Linked DNA regions of Anser cygnoides: region 1 is linked to region 2. Evidence: chromatin contacts called from public Hi-C data. All regions are on one chromosome and are shown on one strand. The core of a region is the stretch at or near the end of the contact, and the rest is flanking DNA. Distances in the headings are between cores, read along the strand shown.

The links. A called contact is a pair of places that touch in the nucleus more often than the background predicts.
Region 1: a contact with region 2 is called in a Hi-C map of liver, with 2.4 times the contacts expected there. The contact joins the promoter of MTHFD1 here to the promoter of BRF1 in region 2. A contact is called at or near these places in 2 of 7 Hi-C or Micro-C datasets (granulosa cells and liver).

Annotation. Positions count from the first base shown.
Region 1 is chr5:59,144,018-59,146,717 of Taihu_goose_T2T_genome, forward strand. MTHFD1 (methylenetetrahydrofolate dehydrogenase, cyclohydrolase and formyltetrahydrofolate synthetase 1) reads right to left here and starts at 1,416. Exons shown (of 28, transcript XM_013183082.3): 1 at 1,097-1,416. The coding sequence starts at 1,137.
Region 2 is chr5:59,003,493-59,006,192 of Taihu_goose_T2T_genome, forward strand. BRF1 (BRF1 RNA polymerase III transcription initiation factor subunit) reads right to left here and starts at 1,310. Exons shown (of 15, transcript XM_066998462.1): 1 at 1,034-1,310. The coding sequence starts at 1,220. PPP1R36 (protein phosphatase 1 regulatory subunit 36) reads right to left here. Exons shown (of 13, transcript XM_066998467.1): 13 at 1,351-2,700.

The sequences.
Region 1 (2,700 bases), core at 166-2,665, 140 kb after region 2:
GCCTTTTGCCATGGATATTTAGATTCAAGACAAAGAAGGCCTACTTTTCAGAAATGCTGCACCATCAGTTGGATGTAGGTGTGCCACATTCAGCAATACCTAAGATGAGGCCCTACCACTTTTCAGAGATTCCTTTAGACCGTATCAAATTTACGCCTTCTATCCGAATTCCCTGGTTACAGAGAGAATGTACCTAATGAACCTAACCAACCAAAACCCATTAGCACAGAATACCACAGTAAGTGTTACTCTTTGCTAAACACTGCATTTTCCTAGTACATGTGTAGGAATGTGCAAGTATGTACAGTGTATGTATAGCAGTGTTAAAGTACCAGTAGGAAAAATAGGTAAACTAAGACACAAGGCTAACCAGCTGACTGAAAACTGAAAGCAGAAGGAAGCCTTTTCCTGTAGGGTCTGACAAGTCTTTCAAATAGGGTTTGCAGGACATGTGTTAACGCACATCCTGGTGTTCTCCAACACACAGGTTGATTTATTCTGCTGTAAAAAGAAGCAACCGATGCTTGCACAGTACGAGAACAGAGACTGAAGCACAAGTTCCCAACTCCCGCTCATAAAAGCATCCTGGCAGCAGCGAGTAAATTCACAGCAGACCAGAAGCTGTCGAGTGGTTTCAGCTCGGCCCAGGCCTTATCTCAGGGCAGACGCTGAGCTCTCCAGGAGCACAGAGCCCAGGGGCAGGCTGAGGCTGTGGGCAGCAGCACAGCTGGGACAACACTCCCAGTTCTTCCCGAGGCCCTCGCTGCTACTCTCGTTTAACAGCGCACCGTTTGCACACAGGAAGAAGCCAGCTTGAATTAATCCCGCGTAGTGAAAAAGCTTCGAGGTGTCTTAAAACCACCTCACTCCGGCAGCAAAGACCCCTGCAGCCCCATGCCGAGGCCGGACCCCCCGTGCACCTCCCAAACCCCAATTCCACACAGCCTCACGGCTTTCCTCCCCGGTCACACCTAGCCCGGGGGGGCAGAAACCCTCACGGACCCACAGCGGGGTCCGCCCGCCCGCTCCCTCCTTGCTTCCCTCCCTCCATCAGGAAGCGTCCCCGGGGGGCATGGCGGGCCGGGCGGGTACGTACGCGGAGACCGCCTTGCCGCTGAGGATCTCGGCGGGGGCCATGGCGAGGCCGAGGAGGCAGCGAGCAGAGCTCGGCGGGGCTCGGGAACCGTCTGTGGGACGGACCGTACCCAGCGGAGCCCTACTCCTCGCCCCACGTGGCCCCAAACTTGCGGCCGCCGCCGGCCCCCCAGCGCGCAAGCGCTGCCACCGCCCCGCCACGGAGGAGGAGGAGCGGGGAGCCCGCGGGCTCCTCTGGGTGCTCCGGTCCCCCTGTGGCGGCCGGGGGGTGCTCCCTGGGTCGCCGCCTCGGCTCTTCCCGCTACCGCGGGGAGCGGGGCTGCGCCGCGAAATGGCCGCCGGAACGCCTCAGGGGCGCCGCTGCCGGTCCCTGCCTCCTCTCGGCGGCGTTTCCCGGCGGGGAACGGGCCTTTTTTTTTTCAGGTTTTTAACACGCTTGTCCGACATAAAGTCACCATCTCTGCTGGCTAGCCATCATAGAAAGAGGATGAAGAAGAAGATGGAGTTGAAGATGGAGTTTTGGCTCGTAGGAGTTGCCATGAGCAATAGAAACAAGTTCCTAACAGTTGCCTCCAAGGGATGTACTTTTAAGTAATCCCATTGGGACTAATGAAGGTGCGGTTTCCTGTCAGGCAGGCTGCTCTGCTCCATACAATTCGCCATGTGTACGATTTACATAGCCAACACTTCATCTTACTCTGCAGGCAAGCGCATGCATTTTAGGGCCTTGCCTGAGAGAGTCGGCTTTCAATGATTTTCTCACAATGAAGATGGGAAAAGCAGTTGACTATCGTTGCTGAGGCTGGCTTGTTAGGACCCAAATAAGTTACAAAATTCATCAGTTTGTCCTGCTGATACCTAGCACAAGGTCAGAGAACAGCCCCATGACTCAAGAAACCAATGATAAAAAGATCAGGATGGTGGTGGGGTGGACCCATGGTGTTAGGTTAGATTTGTGGAGGGGCAGCGCATTTGTGTTCAGCAGTAACGCATTATTTCTGTTACTGCTGTGGGACCTAACACAATCTGCTCCATGTGGTGCCAGTACAGCAAGAAAATATGATCCCACTGCAGATTCACAAGCTGTGGAGAATAAGGGTTCAGTGCTAATGCAGCAGCAGTCTCAATGAGAATTTAGAACTTAAAAGACCTGTTTGAAGTGCTTTCACATATGTTTTTATTTTATTACTTAGAATGCATAGGTTTGGGAAAGTAAAGTTCCTGTTATAAAGAGTTTAATGAGAAAGCATTCAATCCTACTCTGTTACATCATGCTACTCCATGATATAATTAGTTCAAAAAGGGATTTTGGAGCCTGTCAGATTTTGAGAAGGGAGAAGTCCAGGCATCGCAGCTTCCACCTAGAGCACAAAACTATGAGGATGGAAATATATAGGCCTGTCTGTTTTAGAAACTCAGAAGCTTTAGGGTAGCTTCTCTGGAATTCTAGCAGGGGAAAATAAACCATACATAGTTCAAAACTTGTCTGAGGATAAGGTTTTTCTTTGTGTTTCCTTTCACAGTCTAATGAGTGATGTCTTCTATTTTTTTTTCTTTTTTATTCAGGAGAGAGCTAGTTACCTTGAGTGGTTAAACCACCTGAAG
Region 2 (2,700 bases), core at 60-2,559:
CAATGGCACCAGACATCTAGAGGAACCCTAGACTACAAACTCCCGAACTCCACCGTGCAGTGCTGCCCTTTCCACCACAATGACTCTTTCTTCCCCACAGCCATATAGCCCTTTAGGCCCCTTGTTTCACTGCTAAGCTCCTCCACAAGGCTCCTTCCCATGTTTCTTGCATTTTCTTTCTCCCTATACATATTCCCCACACCTATTTTCCTTCTATCCTCTTCCAAACACCATATCCTCTGCATGCAGCCCCGTTCCACGCACACATCCCTTACCCTCCAGGGATACACCCCAACCCACCCGTTTACACAATGAGACTCTTCACCCTTTGCTTCCAGCCTCTTTTTGCCTCCACCACGTCACCTCCGTGCCGCCGTGCACTCCCTCTGCCCATCAGCCACCTAACCGTCCCATCTCCTACCCCAAATTATTTCACAGACCTCCCAGCTCCCCGTGCAGCCAGCCCACCCCACCGACAGCTCCAGCCCCTCGTGCACTTATTCCTGCCGCACACGAAGCATCTCCCCCACCTCGCACAGCGCCTTCCCCCGTCCATCCCAACTCCTTTTCACCCACTTCTGCCCCCCACCTCACGCAGCAGGCAGTGCCCCTCTCCCATTTCCACTTGGCGCAGCGCTGGTTCCCACATCCCCCCCATGCTTTGCAGAGCTCTCCTCTCCGCGTGCTGCCCCCAAAACCCCTCTACCCAGCACCCCATCCTTCATGCACCGACCCTGAATCCTGTTCCCCACACCTGCCTCTTATTAATTCAGCACCCGCTCCCCCACACCCTGCAGCACAGCACCCTCATCCCCACAGCACTGCCACCCCCAGGCACTGCCCTGTCCCCCTATAACTCTCCCGTCCCCCCACAACACCCTCTCTCCATATTACCGCTTAACCCCCCCGGACCTTTCCGTGTCCCCCCCCAGCACCCCTCCCTGTCCCCCCAGCACCTCCCTGTCCCTCCCCGTCCCGTCCCACGTGCGTCCCGTCCCGTCCCGTCCCGTCCCGTCCCGTCCCCGCCGCTCACCGTCCAGCGACACGAACTGCCCCACGGCGGAGGAGCCGCCGCCGCTGTTCTCCACGAACTGCACCTCGGAGACGATGATGTTGTCCTCCAGCACCGAGCCGCAGCCCGTGCACACCGCGTCCCCGCGCGCCGAGTCCACCTCGATCTCCGAGCAGCCGCAAGCGGCGCACACCCGCCCGCCCGGCATCGCGGCCCCCTGCCCTGCCCTGCCCCGGCCCGGCCCCGCCGCCCCCCGCTGCCGCCGCCCGGCGCGGCCCGGCCCGGCCCCGCACAGGCCTCGCTCGCCGGTACCGGCACGGGGAGGAGCGCGGCGGCGGCCGCCCCCCGCCGGCTCTCGCGAGACGTGGCCGCGCCTCGCGGGGCGGGGGGGCGAGGAAATGGCGGCGGGGCGGCGCCTGCACGGCCTTGGGGGAGTCGCCTCACACGGGTGTTTGTGGGGAGCAGCCGGGGGCCCTCACCGACAGGGCTGTTATATCTGCGTTCCTCAGGTGTTTTAAATGTTCTGCGAAGCCAGCCCGTCAGCCTTTCTTGTTGAGCTGCGGGAAAGGGAGAGGTCGCAGGCTGTAGGCAGACCACAAAGATTCACTCAAGTTTCCCTAGGTTTCGTTCATTTCATCATAGGCTTCTTATCTAAGCTTATTTAAGTTGTTAATAAATTCATGCCAAGGTTTCTGTACGATAAAACGTTTCCTTTCTGCCAGTCTTTGTCCTTCCCACTCAGGTAGTTTCATTTGTGGACAAAAGAGTATCACTAAAAAAGGAAATTTGCACTCTGGGTGGCGGGTGGTATAGAATCACAGAATCCCAGAATCATTAAGGTTGGAAAAAACCTCCAGGATCATCTGGTCCAACCACCACGCGACCACCAATGTCACCCACTAAACCATGTCCCTAAGCACCACGTCCCAACCTTTCCTTGAACACCCCCAGGGACAGAGACTCCACCACCTCCCTGGGCAACCCATTCAGATGCCTGACTGCTCTCTGTTATTCTTGACATGCCATCAAGCCTATAATAATTAATTGTGTACACGCCATCAGTAACTAAAAGTTGTGTAACAATATGCGGCAGAGAAAAGCGTGGGCCTCGTTTTCTCATCTGTATGCCAATTTGTGTTCCCTTGAAGATAAAATTGGGGCTACAACGCTCGTATTTCAAAATAATGCTTCTGTTATGCTTCAAAAATTATTCATCAATCAAATCTGTTCGACCATTCTATGATAATAAATAGGTAAAAATGTTATGGGGCATAATGAATCGGTTTCAGTAAGGTACTTTGAGTTTTGCCTAAGGTACCACAGCATTTAAGTCTAGTGCTTTGTAACTGTTTTGGTTATTCATTCCTGAACCCAACAAATACACTTTCAGCCAGGGTTATTTTTTGCTTTATCACACAACCCATATGTCATGAACTAGTGTGGCATTCCGCTGACCGAAACTGAGCAGAATAGATACCACAGCAGTATTTTTGTATACTTTCAGCTGTTGGCATTAGAAATACACAAGCCCAATGCAGAAATCTCACAAAATTATACACCATGTAGATAATGTCAGAGGAAATTATATTCCTGATACAATTCCTGAGCAAATATTTTTGTTATTTATAGGAGGAGAAAGCCCCATGAAAAAAATATATATATATTTTTTTCTCACTCAGCAAAGTCTC